Linked DNA regions of Anser cygnoides: region 2 is linked to region 1. Evidence: chromatin contacts called from public Hi-C data. All regions are on one chromosome and are shown on one strand. Each heading gives the region's core, a stretch centred on a gene start, on an enhancer-like site or on the middle of the called end of the contact. The rest is flanking DNA. Distances are from core to core; before and after follow the strand shown.

Evidence for each region. Hi-C and Micro-C count contacts between places; a contact is called where the count stands out from the background.
Region 2: a contact with region 1 is called in a Hi-C map of granulosa cells, with 2.5 times the contacts expected there. The contact joins the promoter of UMPS here to the enhancer-like site in region 1. A contact is called at or near these places in 3 of 7 Hi-C or Micro-C datasets (granulosa cells and liver).

The regions. Positions count from the first base shown.
Region 1 is chr6:25,763,049-25,766,455 of Taihu_goose_T2T_genome, reverse strand. All of the region lies in intron 5 of SLC12A8 (solute carrier family 12 member 8), which reads right to left. Among named protein-coding and RNA genes, the nearest start is that of SLC12A8, 21 kb to the right of the region's middle. Within about 2 kb of position 1,760, at least 1 of the 3 cell types and tissues checked has open chromatin away from gene starts, as enhancers often do.
Region 2 is chr6:25,954,854-25,958,260 of Taihu_goose_T2T_genome, reverse strand. UMPS (uridine monophosphate synthetase) reads left to right here and starts at 1,884. Exons shown (of 6, transcript XM_048072261.2): 1 at 1,884-2,068; 2 at 2,698-2,851. The coding sequence starts at 1,928. It overlaps KALRN (kalirin RhoGEF kinase), which reads left to right. Exons shown (of 62, transcript XM_048072237.2): 62 at 1-1,760.

The DNA of each region.
Region 1 (3,407 bases), core at 511-3,010:
GCATGATGCTTCGCGGCATCCCCAGCATGGCCCAGCGGGTGTGGGAGGGCAGGGACCCACGGGACCCCGAGCTCTCATCCCTTCCTCACCACCTCCGGGGAGATGCCTCAGGCTGGTGGGCTCAATTTTTACTTTTTTTTTTTTTTTTTTTTTTAAAAACCAACCGCCTTAAAATACCTACTTCAGAGAGACTGGTGTAGCTTTCCTGTCTGTATCTAAACAAGGCCCCTAACAATGTTATCACTTTTCAAAACACATCTGCGCTGCAGCTCCTAGCCCAGACAATTGGCAGGTAACCAGTTAATAAATTTCTTCGCCAGACTGTTGAATAGGCTGGCCCCGGCTCAAAGGTGATGTCACGCCAATTCAATGTGCTATAATTGGAAAAACCTGGGGAAAGCGATTGCATGTTTTTTAATAAATAAAGATCGCATTAGCAGCCTCCTGCTTTTATTCACCACCAGGTCTACCTTGTTCAGTAGCAAAGTGGGATTTTCTGCTGCCGCTCGCTCACTGATTTCTACTTGGAATTCGATGCCAGTTTCCAGATGTGTTTCAAGCCAGGAAGTCAGCAATCAGCCTGGATAAAGCCTCTGGGATTAACTGCAGATCATCTTCTGACACACACATCCTTCCTGCACCCTCTCTTAGAGAACTGGGGCACACCCCTCGTGCCCAAAAATACAATAGAACGGCCCAGGCCAAGCAGAGGCCTCTGATTAGGACGCTTTGATCGTTTTCACATTAAGTAGAATATGTGAATTATGTGCATTTCATTAATTCAATCCACCAAAACCCCTGAGGCATCATTTTAAGGATCTTTAGAGCTCCGGAGCGTTTATACGTACACACCACCTTAACAACTGCAGGTCCCCTTTCTGTTGGGGCAGCCCCATGCACATGTCCCCCCAAGTCCCCTCCCCACGGCTCCTCCCCAGCAGCACCCACAGGAGAGCACCAGCTCTCCCAGGCAGCCACGGGACACCCAAGGGGAGAAATCCTTCACAGGACTCGCCGTCGGAGGAAGACGTGAGGATAAACGTTTCTTTCCTAGGCTCTGTGAGAACAGCGTCAGAAAGCTAAAACAGAAGCGGGTGACACGGAGGATGTGGTTTGTGCGGAGAATGATCCCAACCAGAAGCACTCCAGCAGCAACAGCCTAGGGGCTGCAGCGGGCTGGATGCAGGCAGGGGCTGCGCTAAGGGCCTCGGTAGGCTTCGAAGCCTCCCCACATGCCTGGGAGATGAACCGCCCGGATTCCTGCCAGGAGAGGGGCTCAGCCCCACTTGGACGGCTCCGTGCTCACCCTGGGTGAGCTGCAGGATGGGGGTCCCAGCCCAAGCAGTGCCCAGGCCTCAGTCTCTCAGCCAGACCCCCGCCCTCCCATTATTTAACTCCCTGCCACAACAAAATCCTTATTTTTTTCTTCCCCAGGAACATTCCAGGCATTTAAGAAGCTGTAGCTGGGGCACTTTTGCTTGTATTGCAACTCCTTTCATCTCACCAACAAAACAAAGCAGGACCAAATTAACACCAGATCTCCCCAAAAATAACCCCACCCCTCCCAGTTTAATCCCACGGCCGCTTTGCTTTAGCAGGGTACCTGCGAGCAATTGCCAAAACAGGAAAGCAGGCGCCTAATTGAAGGGAGTATTTGGGAGTCACCCTACACAAAAATTAGCAGAGATATGCTAGGAAAATAAAAGTGTGGGCATTAACAGCATTCTTATCTTCTTTTTCCATGACTCTAATGTTCAGTACGTGAAGTGGCCAAAAAGCTTCGCATGCTGTTCTGAGGAGCTGCTCACGGATGGTGTCCTCTTTTATGCTCGCGGCTTCCCCTGAAGTGACTCGGGCTGATTCCGAGGTGTGCACTTACAGAAGTAAAATGCAAACAGGCCAAGAAACCCCAGCACTGCTGCTCTGCCTGGGACCTGTTACTCAGCAGTGTAGCAAGCACAAGGTCCCAGCTGCGGGCCAAGAAGCTGAGCGCTGATCTTAATTCACCTGCATTAGGTTTGTCAAGAAAGCAAGGCAGGAAGGTAACACGGGGGTCTCCGTTTCTGGAGGTAAGACTGAGTTTTAAGGTAAAAGGCTGGAGACAGCTCAGAGCCTGGTTTTTAGCTAGCACGAGAGCCCCTCTCCTCAACACTGACCCTCGCAGAGATCCCAGCGTGGGACTATGGCCCATCACTGGGGGAAGCACTGGCTGGGTCCAAGGTGGGGATTTAGAATTAACTCCAAAACCAGACAGTCCAACCCCGCTCTGCCTGCAGCCTGACCTGCAGCACCCCGCACACCCTGGCTGAGCATCATGTTCACACATCCAGCATCACGTTCCATGGTGCTTCAGGCTACAGTCCCTGCCTGGGGTACGGCACCCAAAGGAGTCTCCAGGGCTTGGGACCACACCAGCATGCAGAGAGGAGCCAAAGTCTTTGGGGCCAGGAGCAGGGACACATAGGGTCATAGTGCTCAGGTAAGGCAGGCAGTTTTGCTTAGGAATGACAGCGGTCCTCGCCTTTCTTCTTCCTTTTCATTTGTTTTCCCCCTTGTGTCTTAAATACACAAACACTCGTTTTTCCTGCCCTCGCTCTTTACAGCTTCTCCCCCATGTGGTGCCACTGCAGCTTTTCGAGGTTCCTGGCTCCCCTCGGAGGCCAAGCCCTGCAGTCTCCTCATGGGACGGCAGCATCTGGAGAAGGGACCGGCACTGCCCGGGCCTGGCTGCAGGACAAGCCACAGCGAGAGCGAGAGAGAGAGAGAGAAAGGAGAAATAGCAGCGGGAAGCCCTGCTGAGAAGCCCCTTTTGTGTAAATACTGCCTGTCCTCTGACTAAAAATAAAGGCAAACCACAGGAAGGGAGTGAGTGCTTGGCCCGCATCCCATGTTGTGTGCGCCTGCCTGGGTGTGAGTTTGGGCAACGGGGGAGACGAGCGAGGGGCCCCCATCCAGCGCAACCACACACAGGCTTCAGGCCTTCAGCATGGACAGGCATTCCTGCAGATTACTGCAATCCAAATAATCACTGCTTGGCAGAGGCACGCTTCTTCAGTGCTCGCTGAGCACTTGGAGCTGCGAGCGAGGGGAAATGCTCCCGGCGTAGCGGCAGGAGGACTGCTGCGGGCCCACTGCACGGGTGGCGAAACTGAGACCTGAAGCTGCGAGCGGAACTGTGGAAATCTACCATAAACAAGGAAGCAACGCAAACCTTTACAGCTCACAGGTCCTTCCTCCAAAACTACCCCTTCAGTGCGTGTCTCATGCTTTCCCTTGCATTTACAGTTACTGCTGTAGCCAATTAACCAGGCCTGAAACAACCGTACACGCGTGAAGCCAGCAGACAACCGACTACAGGTGCTCAAGGAGGGAAAGGCTGCAGCTAAATGCTGCCCACAAACAAAAGG
Region 2 (3,407 bases), core at 635-3,134, 190 kb before region 1:
GCTTTTCCCATGTTCATGTTAGATAGCTCCTCTTCCTGGGCACTGCTTTTCTTACAGCACATTCGGGAAAACTCAAACCCATTGGTACTTCCAGATGTGTCTGATTATAAACCTTGCATTTTATCTCAAACATTATATTTTTTGCCTGAATCGTCATTCATGTCAGGTTGACATGAAACGCTGCCATCTAATAAATAAAGAGGAAGCATTCAAATATTGCTCTCCCAAGGCCTTTTTCAGCCTTTGTCACCCTCCGCAAGGAGCTGCTGGCCCCTTGGGAAGCTCAGGGCCTTCCCAGAGGGCAGCATCATGTGCAATGCTGGTAGCCACCCCGGCCAGTACAACCAGCAGCAATTCCAGCGCTTTGGCTGCACAAGCTTGGTGCAGAGCAGCCCTCCAGGCAGGCAGCCACTGCCTGCAGGCTCCTGCACTGCCACTGGAATCCAAATTCATGTCTTGGGTGAGCTACCGAGCAGCAAGTCCTGCGGGCAGGGTGGGCCAGGTTGATACACACACAGCGCCAGGGGTCTTAGGCTTGAAAACCCTAAAGCAATCCAGAGTCTGCATTTGCAACACTTCTCTTGTCCTAATTGTACCAACAAGTCTTGCTTAGTCTCATCGCCTTTTTATTTTAAATGGCTTTATTCTTTTTTCATTAACATTTACCTTTAAAATCATTTTTACTTTTAACCTACGATAATGCTGAGAGAAAGCCTGTGCCCTCAGCTGACCTTCCCAGGTTTTGGTGCCCAGCATTTCTGAAGATGCCATCAGGCCCTTGTTACAAATGCCACAGACGAAGGCTGAACGCAGAACAGCACAGTATGACTTGGCTATATACAACCGTATTTTAATACCCTTGCAATGAGAGGGCTACGTCAGGTGACCCGGGATAATGTAAACTCCAGAGAGAAATGTCAAGGCTAGCCTGTATATACAAGTCTGACAGATAATTAACGTGCACAGGGACTAACAAGCTGTTTTTGTTCCTGTTCCTTTCCATGCAGCAGCAGATCCCCCCCTAACACAGGGCCTGGATCTATTTCCCTGCTTGGTTGTCCTCACGCCATCAAAAAATGGTGCTTTCCAGGGACACGAGGCCTGGCCCCGTGCCGCCAGGCTGGTTGTGCGGTGCCATCAAGTGCTGGGACGTGTCACGCCGAGTGTCACCGCCACGTGTTGGCCGTGACTGTGGCGGCCGGGACAGACGAGCTGGCCTCCGCGCAAGCCATACGGCACCACCACGTCCACCTCCTGGTGCTCTTCTCTTCCTACCAATCTCTGTCACCGAGACCTGTTTGCTGGTGACTTTTGGAACGCAAATACGACAGAAAGGGCAAAAAATAATTAAAAAAAAAAAAAGTGTCAGCCTTGTTCGCTAAGGGCAAAACTCAATGCCTGTCCACCGCTGCGACCACCAACCGGAGCTAGGGGGGAGCGGCACGGCCAGCGACACAGCGCTTTCAAGGTGCGAAGTACGTCCACAGCCTTAACAATTTCGGCACGCCGCTGGCCTGCCCGAAGCGCCGTGTGGCTCTGGGGCACACGACCGCCCGCTCGCCATTTGTAAAGTCGGCCTCTTGGTGCGGGCCGGCACCTCCGCCATGGCTGCAATGCCCCTGTGTGCTTGGACTGTGCACCCTTCCTATAAACGGACTGTGCTAGCGACGTGTTTTCTGGGCTGTTCTCTATTTTGGATTAAAACTCGGTTGTTGGGAGAACAAGCGGCTCCGTCTCATTTCCCAACGCGGCCTTTTCTTTTTTTTTTTTTTTTCTTTTCTATTTTTTTTAAACGGGAGGAACCAATCGCACCCGGACCGTTCGGGCCCGACCCGAAGGACCCGTGGGGGGGGAACACAGCGTTGCGCATGCGCATGCGCAGCCGCCTCGCCTGACGCCGCGTCCGCCATCTCGGGAGGGCGGGCAGATGGCGGCGGGCGGCGTGGCGGCGGCGCTGCTGGCGGCGGGCGCCCTGCGCTTCGGCAGCTTCGTGCTGAAGAGCGGCATCGCCTCGCCCGTCTACGTGGACCTGCGAGGTCTCGTCTCGCACCCAGGCCTCCTCCGACAGGTGCTGGCCCCTTGGGGGGGAGCCCCTGGTGCGCTGAGAGGAGGAGGAGGGAGAGGAGGAGGAGGAGGAGGAGGAGTAGTAATAATAATAATAATAATAAAGGAAGAAGAAGAGGAGGAGGAGGAGGAATAGAAGGAAGAAGAGGAGGAGGAGAAGAGAAGAGGAGAGGAGGAGAGGGAGGAAGAGGAGGAGAAAGAGGAAGGAGGAGGAGAAGGGAGGAGATTGGACTCGATGATCCTTCAAGGTCCCTTCCAATCCCTAATGTTTTGTGAGGAAGAGGAGGAGGAAGGAGTAGGGGGGATGCTGCCTTATCAGGGGCCTGGGGGTCCTGCCCTGTGCTGGCACCTGGGGCGTTTGAGGCATCGCTTTGTTGCTCTGCTTGCTTGAAGGTGGGGAAATTCCTGGTAAGTAACCAGAAAAAAAAAGGGTGCGGGGAGCCCTGAGCATCATTCACAGCAGTGATGCTTTGCTGCGGGGAAACCTCTGGAGACTGCTTACAGGTGTTAGGCAGCTTGCAGCTATCAAATAATACAAAGAAGAGAGCTTTTTGTGCTTTCCCTTCCTTTGGTGGCGTACTTGTTGAGGAGTGATCGGTCTAGTCTGACGCCTCACATACATGTATTTTTCAGGTTGCAGATCTTCTGTTTCAAACAGCAAAAGATGCTGGTCTCGAGTATGACTGTGTGTGTGGCGTTCCCTACACGGCATTGCCACTGGCTACAATTATCTGCTCAGAAAAGCAGGTTCCAATGCTTATACGGAGGAAGGAAGCAAAAGACTACGGTAAAACCTTCACATGATGAATTTGTCTTTACTTGTTGGCTGCTTTGTGAAATAACTATATTTTTAAGGTTCTTCTCTAACATGCATCCCTGTTTCTACCACTTCAATGTAAATAGCTACACCTTTTTCCTTGAAACGTACCTCCCATAGCATCAGGCTCTCCCAGCTGGTCTCTCATTAGTCTGCAGCTCAAATCCCAAATCCTGCTGTAGTAGGTTTGGAAGCTCACGAGCTGCTTCTTTGTTTCCACGGTGTCTTTTTTTTTTCCTTTGGCACCGTTATTGTGGGTTACCGCTCTCTTACAGAAACAGTTGCTGCTGTTTCTGATGTGCTGAGACCAGTGCCATGTCTCACCCCCAAACAGAACTTTCTGCATATCGACTCCAAGAGGAATCTTTGTAGTCTGTTCTTGTTTTGTGTCTCAAAGCCCTTTTTCTTTCATATCCTGTAGCCCTGTAATCAGTGGGCAAGGTGTACCAGGTGAGAAGCAGTCAGTTCTCTACACAGGGATCAATTTTATTTTAGTTAGGTGGAAAGGGGATGAGGGGTGTGTGTA